Regions from separate parts of the Zea mays genome. Here region 1 is linked to region 2. The links are chromatin contacts, called in public Hi-C maps. All regions are on one chromosome and are shown on one strand. Each heading gives the region's core, a stretch centred on a gene start, on an enhancer-like site or on the middle of the called end of the contact. The rest is flanking DNA. Distances are from core to core; before and after follow the strand shown.

Region 1 (6,366 bases), core at 1,422-3,921, 190 kb after region 2:
TAGTGGGCGATTAATCTTCTTCATCCAGCCTCACTTCCTTTTCCACACCCTTGCTATTGGATTTATGGACTTGCACCAATAGATAAATTCAATTAATTTTTAGGAAAATCTCGCTTTGGTCTCTCTTTTCATCACGGGCGTGTACTGAAGATCCGGTCCATAATCGACTAAGGTCTTGTCCTATTTATTTACTCTATAGATTATATAATCTAGCTTAAATAAGTTAATAGGTAAATAAACAACACATATAATTAGATGGATCATGTGATTTATAAACTTAGATTGTGATAATTTATAAGCAAGTCAATAGGTGCTTAGGATTATATAATCTCCGAAGGAAACAGCCTAAAGATGAAACGAAGATCGACGACGATGAAGCACCGGCAAAGCCAGCACCACCGTCCAGGTCGCAGTATGAGCTACGGCAACAGATTGCAGCATGTATAGATGTCCAAACGGGCCATCCGGCACGGACCCGGCCCGAACCCGTTTCGGGCCGGTACGAATAGGGCCGGGCCAGGCACGGCCCGTTGATGCTTCGGGCCGGGTCGGGCTGGCCCACGTGCCTAGAGACATACCCAAACCCGGCACGCACAGGGAAAAATCGTGCCGGGCCGACCCGTTGGCCCGGTGCGCCTCAACGGACCGGGCCGGGCACTGGCCCGAACCAACAGTAGAACGGTATATAAATACATATATTTAACAGAATTAATCATATATAATAACATATTATTTATATATATTAAGACAACAAAATATTTATGTATGCATTTTATATTTATGTATGCATTTTATATATGTTTGGTCGCGTAATGAGAGAATTAAATGTATTTACATATTTAGTATTTACATAAATATGTGGGCCGCCGTCGGGCCGACCTATTTATCGGGCCGGGTCGGGCCAAAGCACGCGGGTCGCCCGTCGCCGTATCTGTCCATACCTGGCCCGCTAAACGGACCGTGCCGGCCCGGGCCCGTAACCGACCGTGCCGGACCGTGTTTGGACCGGGCTAAATTCGTGTCGTGCCACGGGTCAAACGGGCGGCCCGCAGTGTTTGGACATTTATAGCAGCATGTGAGCGAGCTCGAAGGAGACGGTACGCACATACGGCTCCCCATTTCTAATCAATCAATGAATAATAGTGTCTGCTGCTACCCCAAGACGTGGAGAACGCCTATTCGACGCCGCGGAAGAAGAGCACCCAAGAGATCCTCACCAAATACGAATTCAAAGGGGGTCGCTTTCTTTTCTTCACCAAATACGATGGTTTACCGGACTCCGTGTTCCTCCGCCGTCGCGCGTGCAGGACGCCGCGGCTCACGCGAAGCAGAAGCTCGTGGAGCGGCCACCCGCGCCGCTTGGTTCCTCTCCCTGCACAATCGCATCCGGCAATGTGATTGGTTTCTCCGTTTGGTCGCCATCGGTCAATCACAGCCAGCATTTGTTGCAACGGAGGAGTAGTGTGGCGGTCGGTACCGGTATTTTACTCGTGCTCTGTAGCCTGTAGCCTTTGTACCACTACCACTACCAGCCTCCATCAGCAGAAAGGAAGGCAGAGCAATGTGACGTCCCAGCAGCAGTATGAATTTTTTAGCTTCAAAAAATGAGACGCGACCTGCCGGTGCATTGATTCAGTTTTTGCTCTACCCAGCATCGCTGTTTGGAAACCAGCAATTGTCATTAAACCTCGTTTACCATGTGCCTGACTAGAAGACTACGTGGAGACTCCTGGTAGAAAGGATGGCGCACGTGTAGCGGGAAGCCGGGTAGTACCTCGGAGACTGTTGAGCCAAAGTTTATTTCGACGCATTTTCCTATTCTGCAGTAACAGAGACTATGCACCGGCTTCCTCAGACGCACAATTTCAACGACTACTAAGCTAGAGATTAAACAATTGATAAGCCAATACTTACACATGCACAAATAAATAATAGCGGCAATAAATCGAAAGCCTAACACAGCTAACAGTTTTAAATCAGTTGGTTGACGAGGTCATAATTTTAAGATTGATTTGCGGAACAGAGATAAAAACAAAAGGGACAAAATTGATCGGTTCCAGTTAAACTAGTGACATGGTAAGTTTTAATATATTTAGAAAGTATCGGTGGCAAGTTTTAATATATTTAGAAAGTAATATGATTTTTTTGCTACCTATATTATTTAAGGGCCTACTCAATCTAGTATTTAGGTACTAGAATTATTGGACCTGCTCTAAAGCAAAGAAAAGAATCAACACCACTCTCTCGTCTTCTAGATACGAGCAGGCTGTTCTTGGTTTCAGAAAGAAAAGAAGGGGGCGACTCGGTGTAGCATAATCACCAACCAACACGTGGATCAAAAAGATTGATTGTGAGAGATAGCGTAAACACCAGAACGTCATGCATCTAATAAACTCTTAATACTCCCTCCGTTTCTTTTTATTTGTCGCTAGATAGTGCAAAATTGCACTATCCAGCGACAAATAAAAAGAAACGGAGGGAGTATTGTTCTGTGGGTTGGTTAGTAGTCCTAGTAGCAGTACTACCCCCTACTGCTCACTCACATCTTGCTGCTGATCGAAGGTGAAGGTGACGGAGGGGGCCGAAATACTTGGTGTTGGCCTAACCACGAGGACCTCGTGTGCTGCTGCAGTCCATGTGGATGTAATGGCCATGGCCAGGTCGTCCCCCCATCTTTAGCGGAGAAAGGACAAACGCATGGCCACCCAAACAAAGCAGGGGCATGGCGCAGCACCGGCCATGGTGATGGGCTGATGGTGATGCTACCACCTCCCAACTAATTAATCCCCTCCTCCGTCCACAAAACATCCGTGACATTGCGACTAGGACTGCGACTGCGACGACCTCACTCTTCGAGTTGATTTGGTGACAGCTGGATCAAAAAAGGATTGAAAGGGATTGAGGAGAAAATAAATTAATTTCTCTCTCAATTTCCTCTAATTCTTCTATAATCTCTGGTCACCAAACCAAATCTTTCCGTGATTACTGATCACCAATTCTAATTCTAGCGGCCCCTCGGTGCCTAAAAAGCTTCGTTTAAACATTAATAAAAAATCGTTCGAGAGAAACAACATTATATTATTAGTAGGGGCCGGCCGCGGCGTTCACTTATGCTCTGACCATGATGAAAGATAACTGAATGTATCGCGCATGCATAGGACCCATTAGTTGAAAACACTCTCTAATGGGTTCTATAAAAAAAAGTTATGTGTATACCGGATGTAAACATCATCTTTTACAGTCTATCATATCTAACTTAGAGGACTACAAAGACATATCAAAATTAAAAAATAATTCTTTAGTAATTTATTTTTCTTTTATTTATATGGACCAGTAGATGATGTATATGAGGTCTGTAAAAGAGATTCTTTGTATCTGAGATGTAAAGAATTTTTTTTCTTTTTAAACTCGGCACGGAGAATCAATACTTCCTTTATATTTCTCTAGGCAAAAACGTTTAGATAGTGATCGTAGAAGCTCCGTTCAAAGTAACACACAAAATTAAGCCAGTCCTTTAGTTGAGTGTTTTTTATGAAAACTTTATGCCATCCAAACTAATCTTCACTAACTGAACCAGTATAAGGAAAGACATAATGTAAAGTTATATAGATTACAATAGAGACGATTCCTTATTCCGCATTATTAAAGTTTCTGGTTTAGTTTTCTGCCTTTAAAAATAAATCTTCTCTATTTAACACTGAATATAAATTTTGATGCCCTATAAGATACTATCGTTAGTTCTGACCTTTAACAATTCTTACTTTCACATGAAAAGATGATTTTATTCCTAGGCCCATTTAACATCAAATAGCCGGGGAATGTTGTTGCCATGCATTGCAGCGCTCGCTTGGGAAATCCCATGGGTTGCTTGCAGCCTTGCAAGCAAACATATGAGACTATTTTTAGCAGTCTCTATTCTACTTTCTGTTTCAATGTTTATTTTAAACTTTACTGTATAAACGATACAGTCTATAGTATAAACAATATTTTACAAGCTTATCTATACACTTTGCTAGATATAGTCTGACAACGCCGACTAAAGCCATGCCGCACGATCATGAGCGAAGACAGCATGATTCGTGGGTATTTCCAAAAATATATCCTTTGTTTTGTAAAGAGTATGCACGTACAATATATAAGAATAAATATATTTATGTATCTTATCAAAATGACTTCTGAGATCTTAAGAAACCTATCAATCTTCCTTTTTTCTAGTCTCATATTCATGCGTTAGCAGAGGGTGTTTTAATGGACTAGAGCTAATATATAGTTAGTTAGCTAAATATTGCTAATATAATTGGCTAGCTAACAAATAGTTAGCTAACTAATAGCTAATTTACTAAAAGTAGCTAATAACTAAACTATTAACTAGATTGTTTGGATATCTTAGTTAATTTTAACAGCTAACTATAGTTCTAATGCATTCAAACAGCCCTTAGTTTATTAGTCATCTTTTTGCATATGAAGACGTTCATGTTTAGTCGCATGCTAATGTTTTTTTCTCGACGCACCAATACGAAGCTCATGCTCATAATTTAGGAATTTTCTAATAAATTATGTTTCACAAAAAGTTATGTTGGGGATAAGGTTCGTCCACATTAATAAAATCAATGTTTAGACATCCTCTTAGATAAGGACCTCAATCAAGAAGTCACTTAGAGAAGCTTTGAATCAATGGGCAAAGCCGAAAGACCTACGAAGTCGAAAAGCACGTGAAGCCAAAGGTTATATGAACTCAAAGGTCACGCCAAGGCGAAGCAAGGGAATGAAGCTTCGACATCTTTAGAGGAGAAAGACGAAGAAGGTCCTAGGGAGAAAAAAAATACGTGCACAGCATGTTAGCGTTATAAAATGATATAATTGTACCATTTCAGAAGCGAAAGGCTACGATGTAATAGTGGAGAAAATATTGTAATTTTATAGGATGGTATAAACAACACCACAGCTACAAGGATCTATCATTTTGTAATTCTACGCCTATAGCACCTCCTCAGAGAATCTCTGTAGGTATTATGGCACAAAAGTGTATCTAAATGTCTCTTTTATTGGTTATCTAATATCCAAAGTAACTCGTTCATTGATCCTGGTTATTGCACGCACGAAACTGTTTCACTATTGCCAACTACTTTATGTAATGTTGTGTGTTGAAGCATTAAATGTTTTTCCTTCTACATGATTAAGGCCCGTTTGGTTTGAAAGACTAAAGATTAGTCTCTCTATTTTAGTCTCATTTAGTCCTGTTGGGGACTTGTTCTTAAGTGCTAAGAGTTAAGAACAAGGCAACATAGAAAATGTTAATCGTTAAAGTCCTTCGTCCTTCGAAGCATTATTTCCCTTAGGATATAATGGTTTACGGACGAAGGTTATAAAGGACGTACCTTCATAAACTTATTAAACAATAACGAAGGAGAAAATGTAAAGGATATAAAAGACAATATGAACGATTATTTATTAATATCAAGCATAAACAGAAATATTATTGAATTACAAGTGTACCTTCAATCGAGAGAAGATGACAATACAAGCGTGACGCAAAAAGTGAATGCCAAGTCAGCGTGAACAGTACGGGGATACTGTTCACCTATTTATAGACACGGGACACAGCCCTTACAAAATTACATTCATGCCCTTTACATTTGATAATAACTCTATAGTACTCTATAGAGGTCTGAATAGCCTTTTCATCTTTAAGTCGGTTCCACTCTTTGCTGTCACGCCGAAGCTTTCCTGCTCGCACCTTCGGCTCTGTATCAACCTTCGTATTATTCCGGTCTACTGCAATGCCGACTTTAGTCCGAGGATACCTGTTTACACATTGTACTGCAGAAATACTGTTAAATCCTGTTTTTGAGGACCTTCGGACGCCGAAGGTCCCCAACAGTAGCCCCTCGCAATATTAATTTGTTCGAAATAATAAATTTAGATTGCGATATGGACGAAGGCTTTACGCCGAAGGTCCGAAAAAACACCTTCCCTTTGCTAGAATAGCAACATTCAATGACAAGTGGGGTCTTTCAGCTTTCAACGCACCGAGCGTATAAATACAGTCATACCGCAAACTCATTTGGCACGCTTTCTGGCCAACCACTCCCACTCACTCAATTTTTAGCTTTTGTGCACTAAGATTTGCTGAGCTTTTAGTTTTGAAGCTTCGGCTTTGAAAACAGTTTTTTAGTGCTTCCGAAGATGTCTGAAGCTGCTAAGAAGGCTGCTGCTGAGATGAAGCTGAGTCTTGATGAAGAGAAGAACTTAGGGTTTCTTATAGCGATGTCGAAGACCAACACAGAAAAAATCACCAAGGAGATTCTGGAAGGTTTGTCTGAAGATACTGGTGACAGTGAAAGTTATGATGTGGACAGCGGTGGC
Region 2 (6,162 bases), core at 535-3,034:
TTCATCCCACAGCGAGGCCAGCTCCAATGAGAAGTTCCATGGTCTTGTTTTTAAGACTACTTTTTTATATAGAATAAAATAAAACATAGAAGGCAACTGGATTTTCTCTCTTCTAATGTTTTCTTTAAATGTTTCACCCATATATCCTAGTATCTCAATTTTTGCTTCTCATTTGTTTGCTGCAAATTCATTCGGTTAGGACATCATTGGCTCAATATACCATATTAACCACATCTTGGTCAATCTTGGATGTGGTGCCAATCTTGCTCAATCTTGATTTTGGACTTTATATTATCTTATTTACATCACTTAGGGTATAGGTTAGTCCACTAGTTGTCTCAATTATAAAACCGCACGAAAACGATAGGAATATCATTGTTTCATGTAAGTCTAAGGGCATGTACAACTCTATTTAATATCTTGTCTCTTAAGAGGTCTCTAGGGATATGTTTGGTTGCCTGGCCCAGCGCACGGCCAGGTCCATTTGAAACAAGCACACCATGTTTGGTATCCTGGCCCAGCTTGGGGGCCTGGCTGAGGCGAGCCACATCTGACTTCGTGGCTAGGCCCAATTGAAACACAGGTAACTTCCTTCGCGCATCAACTTGACCCGTGCTCGCCCACTGCGCTAGGGTTCACTCGCCTTTCGAGTTCACTCGCAGCTGCCGCGGCGGCTCTCGCCTCTCTCTAGGGTTCACTCGCCTCTCTCGCCTCTCCGGTCGGGCTGCGCGATGCAGGCCGGGTGGGCGCGGAGCCCCAGCAGCGCGTCGGCGTCGGCCAGCGCCGTGTCGTAGGCCACGTGGTGGGACTCCAGCGCCGGGTGCCTGCCCCGCAAGCTGCCGATCCACGCCGCGTCCTCCTCCAGGAACACGGTCCGCCCCCCGTGGTTCAGCGCCGCCCACATGGGGCTGTCGAGGCCCAGCCCGAACACCATGAAGTTGCAGGGCGCGTGACGCTGTAGCACGCGCAGCGCCACCCCGATCTCCTCAGACGTCTGCTGCGGTGTCGTGTTGGACGTGGCGTAGTGCACCAGCGCCTCCGCCACGGGCCGCGGCAGCGGCTCCGACGAGCACGAGGGCGATGCCGAGACAGGCGACGTGACCAGGGTGCGCGTGGCGAAGACGAGGAGGAAGCCGGCGAGCGCGGCGGCGAGGAGCAGGCGCAGCGCCACGCCAGCCTTGCCCTGCTGGAGGAGGGACGACATGGTGTCCCAAGCGTCAATGGCGAGCATTCTTTCGGGCCCCAGCGTCGACATCCCCACCGCTATCGACCTATTCGCACGGAAGGGCCTCAACAACTTCGAAATGGTCAGCCTCATGGGTACGTCGCCGCCGCCTATGCTACGTATTACGTTGCAATTAATCTTTACTAATTAATTCTTACAACTGATGCTGAAAGTTTTACCATGCATGACCCAAGTGCATGCCCTCTCCTCGGACTGGTCTTTTGACCTAGCTAGAACACAACTACTGTAATCCATCAGAAGGATCTGTTTCAAAATCATATTTTTAGTTCAAATCTGTTGTAATTCATCAGAAGGATCTGCTTACAATGTTCATGGTCATTTTTCTGTACTGGTAAGTTGCTCCTACTGTATCTGTATCTGACGGGGTATTACAAAGGATTACAAAGGATCTATTGTAATTTTTCTGTACTGGTAAGTTGCTCCTACTGTATCTGTATCTGTAAGTTGCTCCTACTGTACAGAGACCTGACGGGGTATTTTTCAAAATCTATTGTAATCTATGGGTGTAAATCATATTTAGATGATTGTAATTAGTTCAATTTATGGGTCAAAATCATATTTTTAGTTCAAACCTGTTGTAATTTGTTTAATAACGCTTAAAATTTTGAAATTTGGCGGGAACTGCATCCAACACATCAAAATTGGCGGTAACCCAATTGGGCCAAGCTGAAAAAATGAGAACCAAACAATGTGTCATATGGGCCAGATTTATTTTGACCAGGCAACCAAACATTTTAGGTTAGCTCATTACATGCGGCTCCCTTGAGTCTGGTCCTCTCACTGAGCCAGGCTTAGGCTGGACTAGGCAACCAAACATATCCTAGGTGGTTAAATGTAAAAAATACAAGAGATGGGCTCTTCGCGAATAGTCTGTCTCTACACGACTATCCATTTATAATGTTTCTTGTCAGTATTTATGATGTGATCATTTTAAAGACATCCCATTGTATGATGCAATTTATTAGGTGTCTCTTGTGCATAGAAAAACGATCAGGAGTCTCTAGGTGTACATGCCTTGGGTTACTAACTTGGTTTGGATTTGAGTAGCTTGTCTAAACATTTATCACCACTCATTAATATATACAATTTTGGTAGTATTAGCTATGTGTTTAGCATTTTAAGTTTTAATCAGCCATATTTTAGATTAAAATTTGTGGAAGAAAGAAGACTACCAATTGATCTAAGGTGTATTGAGTAAACTTTTGAAGCATGTATACCACTTGAAGTACCACTTAAACCACATTTATCCTCAGCATCAAGTATAGGTAGTCATACTTTTGTGAGATCACAATTTGGAGAGAGGTTTCTAGATACCTATTGAAAAATAAGCAATCTTAATTCTAGCTATTGCTTTGCTTATACATTCTAGCTTATAAAATAATTAATCAAACATTCATCACATAGGCAAGAAATATAGCACGTATTAACATACATACCAATTAACAACAAGTAAGATGCTAATTGATAAAATCACTGCAAATATAAGCAATCATATGGAAATACATATTTCTAATGCAACAAACAAGTTCATGAGTTTGCTGCCTCTATTTGTGTGTTTTCCCTTTGTAATTGACTATCCCTCCCTTTGTATAACATTGCCTTCGCTTTTATAAGCTTTTGTATAATCTATCATTCATTGTATATCAATTTTCTTCCCATTTTATCCCCTTTATAATTTTATCTCATGCTAAAAACTTCTCCCCATTATACTAGCTATGTATATAAACTTCTTTCCCCTTGTCATTAATTACTAAAGGATGGCAAGATGGACCATATAAAAACATGAGAGGTCCCATAGTGGCAGAGATGAGTTTTGAAAACTTCCTTCAAGGCAACAATTACTGCCACGATCATCTCGATGTAGGGTGAACTTATCATATACTTTTTCATAGTGGCTTGAATTAAACTATGTCCTTGAAACTTCACTCATTTTGCAATGGGTATCTTGTCAAAGTTGGGTTATACACTTAATATATCATATTTTAGTTCAAATGCTAGGTTTGCTTACTCATGAACAAGTTATATGCTATCACTATAAACATTCAATCATCAAAACAGTAGTGATAGAATATAACAAAATACTCATTTTATGCAATACATAACTCCTTAATGACTATATGTACTAATGAAATGCTCAGGTGTGTATGAATATGAACAATCAATTTTACCTTGATTGGTTGAAGAAGAGGTATGTCATTTATATGATGTGCATTCAGCTCATGTTAAGTAAGTCAAGAACGTTCAATTTATTCTTAAGCTTGCAAAACCTTGTTTCATCAAGTGGCTTAGTGAACGTATTGGCAAGTTGAGCTTTGGTACCCACACTTTCAATGTTGATATCCCCTTTGGCATTGTTGGATTGCAAATATAACGAGACACAGAGTGGTCATGAGTAAATCAATCCATCGTTCTTTATTGATAGAATGGTTGCTTATATAGAGGTACAAGGGGTGCGACGTACGAACATTTCCGTACGCTGAAGGGGTGTGATGAACATCCGTGTTCATTTGCCGATGACCCTTCCACAAAGGGTGGCTGTTGAGATCATCCCTTAACACTACTTCCCCTTGATCGAAACCAGCAATACATCCTTCAATTATATTTATTAATTCCTTCAAGAAAACTTATGGAAAAACTTAGGAATTTATGTGGGTTAAATAATACCAAGTGAACTACTCAAAATTCAGTGTAAAAAATAAGGAGTAGAACCATGGTACAACATTGTTCTCCCATGTACCTCTAGCCCAAAGAATGATAAAAATGTCTACAATCATCATATCAAAAACCCTAGTGGGAAAAATAAATGATGAGACATATAACTCAGGCCAATATTTCTCTAAAATAATCTTGTTAGAAAATCTGAGAAATCAACATATCAGCTGAGTCTCCTTAAAAACCCAACGGAAAAAATGAGGAGAGTAGTCATGCTCTATTGTTGATCTATTTGAACTCTAGGGAGATAAACTCATAGCCTAATTTAAATACAACAATAACTATGTCATATTGTATCATCCTCGAAAACCCTACATGAAAAATTTATGATACGACATAGGCCTTATGTTGATGTTGTCTCGTTAAAAACTTTGAATGAGAAACCCAAATAGGGGAAAAACTCATGCAAAGAAAAGAGTACAACATGGTGTAAGAACAAGTTCTTCCGATCAAGAGGAAACTCCCCCTGATCCTTGCAAATCATTAAGTCATCACATAACTGCTCTCAAACACATTTAAAAATATGGAGTAAGGTAGAGACTTAGTTCGCAACTTGTTTTCATCTAAATAACACAAAGTAATATTATCTTCATAGAGAATAAGGTCAGCGATAGAAAATCATGACCACCACAAACCCTCAGTATGTAGTATATCGTTCTGTACAATCACATGAAGTGTGGTACATTATGATTAGTGTAAGTGACCATTAATCTCTATTGATAGACATTTTTTCAAACAACAGGTCCAACTACATGAAGTATGTCATTGATCTTGCATCTGGGGATCTTCTATAGATATCCATGATCAGTATATCCAGCCATAACCAGATCATAAGTACTCTTAGAGAACATAACTCGACCTCATGTGCTGTTAGCTAGCAAATCATTGCAAAACAATATCTGATCGGGTGCTCTTACAATATACATTAGCACATCTCATGATCCGAGACAATCAAATAACCATGATTACCTCATATTGAATTTCTTCAATATATGTTGGATATAGACAACTTTGTATCCAAAATACTGAAGAGAGTTTACTTTGAATTAAAAATATCTTTCAATTAATATGCTCTATATTAAACTCTGTCGATATGTAATGTATGTTTAAAAATGTGTTGCACACATTTACACTAAACACATCATTCTTCGTGTCCCTTCGAAAGGAAGGATTCACTAGGTCGGTTGTACCATATTCAACCGGGATGCTCTAAGTCACAAAGACTTTCCAAACATTGCAAATTTGTGATTGGTGACTAGGTGTTTGGATTCTTCAAGATTCTACAAATACCATAATTCAGTGGCCACATATGCATATTGTTGGGGACTTGTTCTCAAATGCTATTAATTAAGAACAAGGCAACATAAATGTCACACCCGGTTTTAGAAGGCAAACCGAATGCGAACCATGTACGTGCCATGATCAGTTATTCACGTACACAGCAGTTACATAACATGGACATCATCACACAGTGCTCAAAATAGTATTAAAAGGGAATAATAGTCGATTACATCATACGTCTGAGACGTCCATATAGTTCTTACAGTAAATCAAAGTGCGGAAAAGAAACGTAGATAAACGCGGCCTTCACAGGCAGCCGACTGGGGGTTGCCGCTAACCCACTCCTAGAACTCGTCATAGTCTTGGAACTCCTGGAAGTCTCCTTCCACAACTTCATCTTCTCCTGAGCAGTGGTTGCAATGCTGACAACCTAGGGATGGGGGGGTTTGGTGTGTAGAGCAAGGGTGAGTACACATCAACATACTCAGCAAGTATCCTGTTTGGCTGTAGTGGACTAGCTTTATGTGGGGATAAGTCAAGCAGTTGCTTTTAGTTGGTCAGATTATTATTTACTAATAGAAAGCCAAGTTTTAGCATTAACCCAAGTTATTAACCCAAACGTACTCCTTTCCAAACGGAAAGAGTACCACTTACCAGCATCATAGTCATGACCAAAACCATCAATCTCATAACCACCTGTACCAAAGTATCTCTGATCAAGTCTCACTAATCACTGGAGCTCCCTTGGCCGCTCATAACCGCGAGCACGGCTGATATATCAGTTTTCAAACACTCTGCAGAGGTTGTGCACTTTACCCACAAGCCGTGATTCCCATTCTGCCCGGAGATCATGACTCTCCATTGATCACTACCAAGGTGACCCAGCAGGGCATCACTACGTAGCCTTTACAAAGATTCCCCGG

What was found. Hi-C and Micro-C count contacts between places; a contact is called where the count stands out from the background.
Region 1: a Hi-C map of ear shows a contact between it and region 2, with 2.5 times the contacts expected there. The contact joins the enhancer-like site here to the promoter of LOC103644591 in region 2. A contact is called at or near these places in 3 of 25 Hi-C or Micro-C datasets (ear, seedling and tassel).

What each region holds. Positions count from the first base shown.
Region 1 is chr1:44,543,385-44,549,750 of Zm-B73-REFERENCE-NAM-5.0, forward strand. No RefSeq gene overlaps it. Among protein-coding and RNA genes, the nearest start is that of LOC103644592, 51 kb to the right of the region's middle. Within about 2 kb of position 2,672, at least 15 of the 20 cell types and tissues checked have an H3K27ac peak or open chromatin away from gene starts, as enhancers often do. A contact at or near this core is called in ear, seedling and tassel, where this site is marked.
Region 2 is chr1:44,356,301-44,362,462 of Zm-B73-REFERENCE-NAM-5.0, forward strand. It overlaps LOC103644591 (glucuronoxylan 4-O-methyltransferase 1), which reads right to left and starts at 1,785. Exons shown (of 1, transcript XM_008667775.4): 1 at 1-1,785. The coding sequence starts at 1,318. The coding sequence ends at 695.